Linked DNA regions of Macaca mulatta: region 1 is linked to region 2. A link is a contact called in public Hi-C data. All regions are on one chromosome and are shown on one strand. The core of a region is the stretch at or near the end of the contact, and the rest is flanking DNA. Distances in the headings are between cores, read along the strand shown.

Region 1 (6,541 bases), core at 2,711-5,210, 63 kb after region 2:
TCTATGGTCCTTAATACCTGTCTTGTCTGGACCACCATGGAGAAGGGTGGAAAGGGCCAGATAAAGTAAGTAAAGGGGCTTTCTGGTGTATTATTCCCTCAAATCGGACTTTGAGAAAATCTAGCAGTGATCAGAAAGGGGAAGAAGGGTATAAACAAACAGGATGTGCAGCCTCCATCCTGTCATGCCTGGGAACTTAAACTTTTGGGATCGTTTAGCTAAAGGAGGGTCCATTATTCTGTCAAAGGGGTTTAGAATGTTCATTTCATCCCTCACCTCTTTGAACATGCATTCTTTCCTTCTGGGTATTGAGTATGGGACAGCTCCATCTCTGGAATGGGGTGTTATGACCTGCAATTAAACAAGGTGGGTCAAATAATTTCTCTGTGGTCAGTTGTTACACAAAAAGGTGGAAGGGAAGTTAGAGTAATATTTTTAGTTTTTATGGCTGGCTTTGGGGAAAAAGGATTCTGGTTGTCATAAGCCACGCTGGGAAAGAGGAATTTTAGTTTCTATGTCTAGCCTCAGAAGAGAATGGGACTGAGAGACAGGAGGGCAGGAGAAAGTCAGAGAAAAATTTTGCTTTTGAGGTTGCTTCTTTGGCCTTCATTTTGGGGTATTGTTTCTGAGCCCGAATTTGATTAATGAGTAAAGGATGTCAAGGAGTTTTACTATGGGGCTTCATAGACAGTTTTTCTTGCAATTGCTATATTTTTATCTTGTTTTAGTTAAAATGTAGTTTAAGAAAAATCATAAGATTTCTAAGGAAAAACGGGAGGGGACATAATGTGTCCCATTACAAAACATTTATAGTTTTTACAGAGTTTGCAGGGAAATGTGCTTTCATCATCTCACAATTTACTATTGATTAAAGGTATCACACTTCTTGAAGTTACTTCTTGGAGGCTTTTGTCTGGTGATGCAAATAATTTCTGTTATTTGTATCACCAGAAATTATTTTTGATGCTAATTATTTTTGATGCAAATTTTTGTGATGCAAATAATTTCTGTTCAGTGGAACAGATATAACTCCAATTATTTAGGACCCTTGGGGCATTAATTTTTTTTGTAATCTCATTCAGCAACCTTGTCCTAATATTTAAGAAAGGGCAGCTTTTCCCTTAAGTAGCTCAGTGACTTCTGGTAGCGACGGAGTTTGCCATGATTCAGGGCCTGTATCTGAGGGACATCTTCAAGCTGTTGGTGGCCAGAGTGCTCTTTCTGGCTGCCTTGGTGGCCAGCTGCTTAGGAGGCTCTTTGCTACCAGTGGACTTTCGTGTGGTTGGCTTGGTGTAGGCCATGACCTTTCATATCAGATTTACAGATCAGTTCTCTTTTTTTTTTTTTTGTTTTGAGACAGAGTCTCGCGCTGTCGCCCGGGCTGGAGTGCAGTGGCCGGATCTCAGCTCACTGCAAGCTCCCCCTCCCGGGTTTGCGCCATTCTCCTGCCTCAGCCTCCTGAGTAGCTGGGACTACAGGCGCCCGCCACCTCGCCTGGCTAGTTTTTTGTATTTTTTAGTAGAGACGGGGTTTCACTGTGTTAGCCAAGATGGTCTCGATCTCCTGACCTCATGATCCGCCCGTCTCGGCCTCCCAAAGTGCAGGGATTACAGGCTTGAGCCACCGCGCCCGGCCCAGATCAGTTCTCTTTACAGAGCCTGGTGTGATGCAATTAGTTTTGAGATTTTTTTTTGTGGAGCAATGTGACTGGATTTCTACTAAAGTTGAATAATTATGCTTTACAGTGTAGTCCATTTATAAATTTCGTTCATAAAGCTAAGTTTTTGCTGCTGGTTTTTTTTTTTTTTTTTTTTCTTTCCTAAACAGGATCTTGCTTTGTCCCCCATAGCTCACTGCAGCTTCGAACTCTTGGGCTCAATCAATCCTTCCCCGCCTACTTCTCCCAAGTACCTAAGATCTCAGACCAAGCCACCATGCCAGGCTAAGTTTTTCCTTTTTTTTTTTGAGACGACGGAGTCTCCCTCTGTTGCCCAGGCTGGAGTACAATGGCACCATCTCGGCTCACTGCAACCCCCGCCTCCCGGGTTCAAGTGATTCTCCTGCCTTAGCCTCCCGAGTAGCTGGGATTTCAGGAGCCCACTGCCAGGCCCAGCTAATTTTTTTGTATTTTTAGTAGAAACCTAATTTTTAGGTTTTGCCATGTTTGCCAGGCAGGTCTCAAACTCCTGACGTCAAGTGATCTGCCCCCCTCGGCCTCCCACAGTGCTGGGATTACAGGCGTGAGCCACCGGGCAGGGCAGGCTTTTTACTTTTTGTGGAGATGAAGGGGGTGTCTGGCTTTATTGCCCAGCCCGGTCTTGATAACCTAGGCTCAAGCGATTCTTCTGCCTTGGTCTTTCAAATTGCTGGAATTACAGGTCTGAGCGAGGGCGTTAGGCCATTACAGCTTAGTTTCGTTTAGTGTTGACTTTAGAATACTATGTTAATTGCGCTTTTTGAAAAGAGAAACCCAACAAACACAAATCTCACTGGAGGAATGTGGCCTTTTTTTTTTTTTTTTTTTTTTTTTGAGACGTAGTCATGCTCTGTTGCCCAGGCTGGAGTGCAATGGCGCGATCGTGGCTCACTGCAGCCTCTGCCTCCCAGAATCAAGCGCTTCTCCTGCCTCAGCCTCCCAAGTTGCTGGGACTACAGATGACCGCCACCACGCCCGGCTACTTTTTGTATTTTTAGTGGAGACGGGCTTTCAATTATGTTGGCCAGGCTGATCTCGAACTCCTGACCTTGTGATCCGCCCGCCTTGGCCTCACAAAGTGCTGGGATTACAGGCATGAGCCACTGAGCCCAGTCGGAATGTAGTCATTTTTAAAACTTAAAAAGCCCGCCCTGAAATGCTAATGGGCAGCTATCCTTCTTTGTTCTCTTATTACTGTATCAATCTTTCAGCCTTTTCTGACAAGTGCACATGAATAAACAGCCTATGTGAAATAATAAAACGTATACACACCATGGACTTATACACAAAATAACGTAGTGACACACCTTGAGGTGTTACAACATCGGTTCCTATTCTTGTGTACCTTTATAAACGCATTTTTACTGCAGACACACCAGTAAGACAAATTAGTGCACGAAATGTGAGCAAGGATTTCAATCATGAACTGACCAGTAACGTTAGAAGCATTCGTAAAACTAGAACAGGGTTTCAGGCATTGTATGTGTATTCCAGCACTTTACAGAAAAAGTAGGTGGCTCTGAAAAGAGCCTTTGGTTTCTGGGACTCGGGGTCACTGATGGACTCGACTAGTAATCATTTCACTTGCCCTTGGCCTTATGGTGGCTCTCCGTCTTCTTAGGCAGCAGCACGGCCTGGATGTTGGGCAGGACACCGCCCTGCGCAATGGTCACGCGACCTAGAAGCTTATTTAGCTCCTCGTCGTTGCGGATGGCTAGCTGCAGGTGGCGCGGGATGATGCGGGTCTTCTTGTTGTCGCGAGCCGCGTTGCCAGCTAGCTCCAAGATCTCAGCGGTCAGATATTCCAGCACCGCCGCCAGGTACACGGGAGCGCCCGCCCCGACTCGTTCGGAATAGTTGCCCTTGCGGAGGAGGCGGTGGACACGGCCGACTGGAAACTGCAGCCCGGCCCTGGAAGAACGCGTTTTAGCCTTTGCCCGAGCTTTGCCGCCTTGCTTTCCACGTCCAGACATAGTGGCTTCCTAGCAGCACGAGAGATAACAACCAACAGGATAAAGAAAAAGAATGTGCTCGATGGAGGAATAAGAAGCTAGTTATAGTCGTCGGTAGAATTGTAAAAGGCGCAGTTTGATTGGTTAAAATTATTCTTTGACGAAACAACCAATTAGAAAGGAAATAAGGTGAAAGCTATTTTACATGTATGCGTCACTAACACATTGCCCAATCAGTGCTGAATAATTTGAGTTCTTTATTTGCATAAAAGACGTATAAAAGGAGAGACTCTAGACACGAGCTGTTATTTAAGTGCTTTCATCCTTACTGTTGTTCTTAATTTCTGACAATATGCCTGAGCCAGCTAAGTCAGCTCCTGCTCCCAAGAAGGGCTCCAAGAAGGCTGTGACCAAGGCGCAAAAGAAGGATGGCAAGAAGCGCAAGCGCAGCCGTAAGGAGAGCTACTCCGTATACGTGTACAAGGTGCTGAAACAGGTTCACCCGGATACCGGCATCTCATCGAAAGCCATGGGCATCATGAATTCCTTTGTAAACGACATCTTCGAGCGCATCGCAGGCGAGGCTTCCCGCCTGGCGCACTACAACAAGCGCTCCACCATCACCTCCAGGGAGATCCAGACGGCCGTGCGACTGCTGCTTCCTGGAGAGCTGGCCAAGCACGCAGTGTCCGAAGGTACTAAGGCTGTCACCAAGTATACAAGCTCCAAGTAAATGTGTGCTTAGGCACTTTAGAACTCAAAGGCTCTTTTCAGAGCCACTCAAGTCTCACATAAAGAGCTTTAATGCTGAATATCACCGCTTTCTAGGGAATAATTTTTCCAATTTTGTAGTTCCAGCACTTTGGGAGGCCGAGGCGTGTGCGGATCTAGACTAGCCTACCTAACATCGTTAAATCCCGTCTCTACTAAAAATGTAAACAATTTGCTGGGCGTGGGGCAGTTGTCTGTAATCCCAGCTACTTGAGAGGCTGAGGCAGGAAAATCTTGAACCCGGAAGGCGGAGGTTGCAGTGAAACGAGATGGCGCCTTTGCATTCCAGCCTGGGCGATAAGGGCGAGGCTTCGTCTCAAAAAAAAAAAAAAAAAAAAAAAAAAGCACGAGATACACGTATTCTGTGTTGGCAAGATCCTGTAATCCTAGCAGTTTGGGAGGCCGATGCATGAGGCTCGATTCAGCTCAGGAGTTAACAGGTTTACCTGGGTAATATACTGAGAACTCATCTCTGCAAAAAATGAAACTAACCCGTTGTGACTCGTTGCGTCTGTACTATCACTTACTCGGTAGGCTGAGGACGTAGGATAGCTTAAACTGGAGCTACAGGCTGCAGGAAGATGTGATCACGCCACTGCAATTCCAGCCTGGGCGACACTGGTAGGGGTAGGAACAGTAGTCTTTGGGTCCCTGAAGATCACCTGACAAGTTTGACTCTTCTGAGCATTCTGTTGTGGAGTTTGTTGTGGAGGGACTACCATGGGCATTGGCAATGTATAGTTGAGCTAAAAATCTCGTTTTGGGCCGGGTGCGGTGGCTCACGCCAGTAATCCCAGCACTTTGGGAGGCCGAGGTGGGCGAATCACGAGGTCAGGAGATCGAGACCATCCTGGCTAATATTGAAACCCCGTCTCTACCAAAAAAATACAAACAAAATTAGTCGGGCGTGGTGGCACTTGCCTGTACTTACAGCTACTCCGGAGGCTGAGGCTGGAGAATCCCTTGAACCCGCGAGGCGGAGGTTGCAGTGAGCCGAGATCGCGCCACTGCACTCCATCCTGGGCGACAGAGTTAGACTCTGTGTATATAAATATATAAATATATACATATATAAAAATATATACATATAAATATATACATATATAAATATATATACTATATATAAAAAAATATATAAATATACATACATATACCTTTGAACCCGGGAGGCGAGCCTGGTGGATCACTTGAGGTCAGGGGTTCAAAAACAGCCTGACCCACATGGTGAAACCCCGTGTCTACTAAAAATACAAAATTAGCCGGGTGTGGTGGCGCATGCTTGTAACCCCAGCTACTACGGAGACTGAGGCAGGAGAATCGCTTGAACCCGGGAAGCGGAGGTTGCAGTGAGAAGATCGCGCCATTTCACTGCAGCCTGGGCAACAGAGGGAGACTCCGTCTCAAACACAGAAACCATTAGTTTATACTCATTAATCAAATTTCTAAAATGGGACCAAAAAAAAAAAAAAAAAGTCGCTACTCCATAGTACTCCATGAGCAACCTCAGGTTTCTGAAAACGACAACATAGCACTCCAAAGTATGGTGCCTTGACACAGTGAACATTCTAAGAAATTAGTAGAACAACATAGACAGGAATGTTCTTATGACCTTCCTCTGAAGCAGGTCTTAAGACCTTCCTGTGAGTCTTGCACAGTATGAGAGGAATCGGAACAAATAGACATTGCTCGATTTCTCCTTGTTTATTATCCTTGGCTCATATTATTTTTGTCTCGTTATATTTCTGCATGACTCTCTACTCTTCTTCAAACCTAGTGCAAAAACACTCAGGTTTAACCCCTTCTTCAGGTCTTTATTTCCTTATGTCATGTAAAACTTTATATTAAATGTATATGTTTTTCTCTTGGCCAGGCGCCGTGGCTCACGCCGGTAATCCCAGCACTTTGGGAGGCCGAGGCGGACGGATCACGAGGTCAGGGGATTGAGATCATCCTGGCTAACACGGTGAAAACCCGTCTCTACTGAAAATACAAAAAAAATTAGCGGGGAATGGTGGCAGGCGCCTGTGGTCCCAGCTACTCCGGAGGCTGATGCTGGAGAATGGCGTGAACCTGGGAGGTGGAGCTTGCTGTGAGCCAAGATCGCGCCACTGCACTCCAGCCT
Region 2 (5,777 bases), core at 594-3,093:
GGCTGACTGGAGTCACATTGACATCCACCCCCATAACATGGGGACAGATCAAGAAAACCACGCAGGAAGCTGAGAAAATGCTGGAGTGTCAGGGTCAGGCAAAAACTCCTGACTCGATGGTCTTGGCCATACTAGCTGCAGTCTCCTGTGCGGTGTGTTTCCCCTGTGTAGAAGCAAAAACATATTGGGCATCTGTTCCTAACCCCTGAGTAGTGTGACTTGTACTCCAGAGTAACACTCCTCCTGAGGTATATCGTGATCAGTGAGCATGGACTCCAGGATCCTTAACTCCCCCGACAGAGAACAATTAGATTCTCAGAACAATAGTATCAATTACACCGCCCCATTGGAGGGATTCCCTTTATGTATCACCAAGGATACGTCGCTCAATGGCAGTTGCCTTACAGTCCAATCCCAGGCATGGTTGAGTCACCATGGAATAATTATGTACTTCTTAAGCCTTAGCTCTATTAATATTACTGGTGGATTGACTAATCTCTCCTGGCCCCATCGCCCAAAGTGTATTGATTATTTTTTTTTTTTGAGACGGAGTCTCGCTCTGTCACCCAGGCTGGAGTGCAGTGGCCGGATCTCAGCTCACTGCAAGCTCTGCCTCCCGGGTTCACGCCATTCTCCTGCCTCAGCCTCCCGGTTCACGCCATTCTCATTTTGTTTTCTTTCATTATTGTTTAACCTAAAAAAATTGTAACTAGAAAAAAAAATTATTCGGAAGAGACAAGGGAAAAAAAGGTCTAGCAGAGGATGGTTTCGATCCATCGACCTCTGGGTTATGGGCCCAGCACGCTTCCGCTGCGCCACTCTGCTCCTCCATCACCAAGCCTTCCTCACAATACTCTTAACTACTTACAGGCGATGCGCTCAGACCACTTCGTATTTTAAGAGCGAGCCTACGATAAGTTGCCTATTTCATACTTTGGCTACCACAGGTTGCCAACTCACTTTGGAAAAAGGCGTCTACCAGAATCAAACAGAAAACAAAACTAGGGATAGAAAAGTAAACATCAATACACTAGTGGGCTAGGTGCGAGAGTCACTCTGTAGTAGCTCACGCCTGCAGTCACTGCACTTCGGGAGACGAACGCAGGCAACATAGCAAGACCCTGTCTCAATAAAACAAAAAAAGGGGAAAAAAAACCCCCCAAAAACCCACCCCGAAACCCACACACTGGGTGCAGTTGTGAGGGGCACTTAGATATTGAAATGGCAATTACAAATTTTAATAAGTAGGGAAAGAAGAGAACAAACTGGGAATAGAATCAAGCCTCCGCGCGGAGGGGGATAATTCTACCACGAATCACTAACCTACCATGTCTTCGCCATCGGGAAGAAAACCGTTTTGGTTACGTTTCCCTCGGCTTGATGATAGAGAGGGTGAAATCTTGCAATTGTCAAACACTTCCGAAGGAGGTTTCGGTCCGCATGTGCTTTACAGTAGGCAGCAGAAATGCCAGTCACTGTGACCTTGGGGACAAAGCTGGACTCCTCAGGCTTTCAGTCCTGTGGACCGAAGCTCGTCTCCAATTGTCCTAAAGCAACTCAAGAAACAATTGATAATAATTTAAACATGTTGATTTCTTTAATCTGATTTAGCTGTTAAAACAGCCGTAAAACTCCCATTCCTATTTCCCAGCAATTGCGAGAGACGCCTCCACGGAACCCGCGCTCAGATGTCAAAGGCTGAAGTTGTTGGTGACATCATCCAGGGCGGGCTGCATAGGGTGAGACCAAGAAGCAGGACCAAAGTTCCCGTATGCGCGCTTTCAGTCTTCAATTAGGTCCGAATTCCCTGCATATAAGGGCGTCGTTGCTCTCCTCGGCTTTTAGGTTCCTGAAAGCGGCTTTGGGAGCTGGTTAGTCATGTCTGGACGTGGTAAGGGTGGGAAAGGCTTAGGTAAGGGAGGCGCTAAGCGTCACCGCAAGGTTTTGCGGGACAACATTCAGGGCATCACTAAGCCAGCCATCCGCCGCCTTGCTCGCCGCGGCGGTGTCAAGCGTATTTCTGGCCTTATCTATGAGGAGACCCGTGGTGTTCTGAAGGTGTTCCTGGAGAACGTGATTCGTGATGCAGTCACTTACACGGAGCATGCTAAACGCAAGACTGTAACAGCAATGGATGTGGTCTATGCGCTGAAGCGACAGGGACGCACTCTTTACGGCTTCGGTGGTTAAGGCTCCCGCTTACTCCACTCAGTATTTCTCTTTACAACCAAAGGCCCTTTTTAGGGCCGCCCACTTTCTTCGTAAAAGAGCGGACATCTTGTTATCCTGTTCCAGGTTTTTGCTGAAAAGGCAGTCGTTGTGCACTAGTGTGCATTTGCAGGTAACGTTTAATTTCTTGTGGTTAATCGCGCATGTTTAGGATTTGGGCACAAAAAACTTAAAAGTTACTATTTCCTATTTGGGGGTAGTTGGTATGTTTAACGTTTAGTTTTCTTGGACACCTTAGGGCGTTAGATAGCAGTGAGTAAGCTGTATTGGCACGGTTTATAATTCTCGTGGGGCTTTCCTTTTCAGTTTAAGCTTGAAGTGTTCGTAAGGATCTCAAGGATTACGGAAGTTGTAGGAAACTCGGGGAAGACTCCACGTTACTGTTTTCAAAATGGCGGGGAGGGCTGAGAACAAAGAAGCCTCGCACCCAGGCGGCGGTCCTTAAAGGCGAATCCGTGAGCGCAACAGATCTCCCTGAGTAGGATCGTAAATCTAAGTACAGGCGGCGTTTACGCTGCTGCTTTTGACTTGGTGACAAAACTGGTCAGCAAAAGGTAGTGTGGGGTAACAATATAAATGTTCATTCGAGAGCTATTAAGTACTGTTTCCATTAGACCTAATAAAATGTGTTTCTGCGTATTATAAGAACATTAAAAGAGTATCGCTTAGTGAGCAATATAGAAACATCACCAAAACCTATTTTTTTTTTTTCTTGAGACGGAGTGTTTCTCTTTCGTCCAGGCTAGAGTGCAGTGGCGCGATCCTCCGCCTTACGGTTTCAAGCGATTCTCTTGCCTCAGCCTCCTAAATAGGTGGGATTACAGTCGCCCACCTGATTTTTGTATTTTTAGTAGATCCGCCCGCCTCGGCCTCCCAAAGTGTTGGGATTTATAGGCGTAAGCCACCGCGCCCGGCCTGGATTGGCTTTTCTAATGGTGTCATTTTACTTGGTTTCTATACTCTGTCCTGAGCAGAAGTGACTTTTGTATACTTAGTTGAAATCAGGTTTATATTCTTGTCAGGAAGAGTTTATATGTACATACTGGTGCACCACATCAGAGACATATGTCTGTTTTATCTACGTTGAAGATAATAGGACAATTGCTGGTTTAGGATGATAGTTACATTGTAAAATCAGATTTTTCCTCTTTGTGGTCAGCAAGCAAATTGTAGGGTTCTAAGTTTGAAATTGGGAAAATCAGTGGAGTTACTTTGAGTGTCATCTTTTTCAAAGATATGGACTTGTGCATTAATATGAAAAGAACGATGTTATCGGAGCTAAAGCACTGGTTTGTATGAGGACATAAAATTAACAACAAAAATTGAGCACATAACATATGCCAGGTACCGTTAATGGCTCTGAGAATTATAGGAGTGAATGACAGTGAACAAAACAGTATTTTCTGTATGCATGGAGTCTATTGGGTGTGCGTTCACACATGAAGTAAGTAAAACTATCAGATGGTGCTAAGTGCTATCACTGAAACAGGCTAAAGAGGGAGGAGGTGATGTTTAAATATTTTTTTGAGGTAGGGTCTTGCTCTTGCCCAGTCTGCAGTGCAGTGGTGCGATCTCGGCACATTCCACCTACACCTCGCTTGGGTTCAAGCAATTCTAGTGTCTCAGCCTCCCGAGTAGCTGGGATTACAAGCATGCGCCACCACACCCAGCTAATTTTTGTATTTTTAGTACATGTTTGGTTAGACTCGTCCTGAACTCCTGCTTCATGTGATCCGCCTGCCTTGGCCTCCCAAAGTGCTGGGATTACAGGTGTGAGTCACCGCGCCCAGTCGAGAAGGTGGTCATTTTAAATGATAGGGTCAAGGAAAGCTTTACTGATAAAGCGATAGTGGAGAAATAAAGACTCGAGAATATTCCAAATAGAAGACCAAGTAGCAAAGCCTGGAGATAGCAGAGTTATTGTGGCTGGGCAAAAGGGCAGAAGAGGTGCAGAGGAATGGAGATGAGGTCTGAAAGGCAAATGGAGGCAAGCTGTTCCTATATGGCCTTGTATGTAGGCCAGTGTAACTACTTTGGTTTTATTCCTAGTGAGGTGGGAGCCACTCAGGGTTTTGAGCAGAGGACTGAGATGATCTGATTTATATTTTAAAATGAGCTGTCTGGATGCCTAATGAAGAATAAACTGATGGAGCCTGGATAGGAGCAGAGATCAGTTAGTAGGGTACTAAAAAAAAGGAGTTGAGATGGCAGTGGCTTGCTCTGTGTATTAGTGGTAGAGGCTCTGAAAAGTTGTTGGATTCTTTATTTATTTTGAAAGAAGGTTGATAGTTCATTTCTGAGCCACTGAGTGTGTAGAGTATGAGAGAAAGAAAATTTATGGATGATTCCAGTTATTTCACTGACAGCAACTGAAATGGAGGTATCAGTTGCTAAAAACGGGGAAGAATACTCAAGGAACAAGTTTTGGGAAGAATTCCATATCTTAGTTTTGGACATCCAGAGAGAGTGTGAGATGCTTATTACACATATCTAAGAGGAAGATATACGAAGGTAAGCAGTTTGATACACAAATCTGGAGTTCAGAAAAGAAGTCTCGGCTGGAAACGTAATTGAGAGTTTTTACTCCTATGAGAGTAAAAAAGCCAGAAGGTGAAATGACATCTCTTAGGAAAAGAGGGTTGATAATGAAGATAAGCAGTGCAAGGACTGAGCCCTGGGTTACAGAAGTAAGGAATGTTTGCTTTGTACGTACGACATCTGGATTCCTAACTTGCAGTTTTACAAGTGCTTTCTTTAGTAATTGTCTGTTTCCGTAATATTTGGAACACACAGAAAAAGTTATCCCTATTTTACAAATGTGGAAAAATGCCCTTGGTAATAAAGGTATGCAATAATATTGCAATTTTCATTCAAATAACCTGTTAAAGTTAGAACCATGAAGGGGGGTTACTTTGGAGACCCAGTGATAGATATTCATACCTTTTTCAAAATGTGCCCACTTTCCCCATATATTTTGCTTGGAATTCCAGGAGTTCTCAGGCCTCCTGAAACGTATTTGTGGAACTCAGCTTGACAGCTCTATATTTGATGCTGCCTTTTTTCTTCCCTTAGTTCTGTGGCTCCTGATGGATCTGAGAAGATGGACGTGGAGGATGAAAATCTCTTTGATTATTTTGAACTGATGTTTGTTGCTGTGGAGATGCTGCCCATATGTTCATATTGTGGATGTTAAGTCAGTAGCCCACAGCCTTGTATTCCATATTCTAGAGACCCTGCTACTTGACATCTCAACTTGAAAGTCCAATAAATATGCACTTCAAACTTAAATAAGCTTCAATTTCTTTCATTATGTCTGCAAAACAGCTTCTCCCATCATCTTGAAATTAGTGAACAGCATTTTACTGTTTTAGCTGGAGTCATTTCTGTCGTTTCCTTTCACATCCTACATAACAATCCATCAGTAAGTTCTATGAGCTCTTTGAAAACAGAATCCAACTGTTTCTCATTCCCACTTCTGGTCAAACCACTGCCAACGCTCACCTTTATTGTTGTAGCACCCTCATTGCCTAGTTCTGTTCCACAGATTT

Evidence for each region. Hi-C and Micro-C count contacts between places; a contact is called where the count stands out from the background.
Region 1: a contact with region 2 is called in a Hi-C map of fetal cortex germinal zone, with 5 times the contacts expected there. The contact joins the promoter of H2BC8 here to the promoter of H4C8 in region 2. A contact is called at or near these places in 4 of 14 Hi-C or Micro-C datasets (fetal cortex germinal zone, fetal cortical plate and liver).

What each region holds. Positions count from the first base shown.
Region 1 is chr4:156,889,501-156,896,041 of T2T-MMU8v2.0, forward strand. H2BC8 (H2B clustered histone 8) reads left to right here and starts at 3,961. Exons shown (of 2, transcript XM_078000869.1): 1 at 3,961-4,343; 2 at 6,290-6,541. The coding sequence starts at 4,001. The coding sequence ends at 6,363. H2AC8 (H2A clustered histone 8) reads right to left here and starts at 3,779. Exons shown (of 1, transcript XM_001087578.5): 1 at 3,098-3,779. The coding sequence starts at 3,669. The coding sequence ends at 3,277.
Region 2 is chr4:156,828,324-156,834,100 of T2T-MMU8v2.0, forward strand. It overlaps H4C8 (H4 clustered histone 8), which reads left to right and starts at 1,844. Exons shown (of 3, transcript XM_078000864.1): 1 at 1,844-2,341; 2 at 5,302-5,422. The coding sequence starts at 1,879. The coding sequence ends at 2,190. It overlaps TRNAM-CAU (transfer RNA methionine (anticodon CAU)), which reads right to left and starts at 825; the gene lies at 754-825.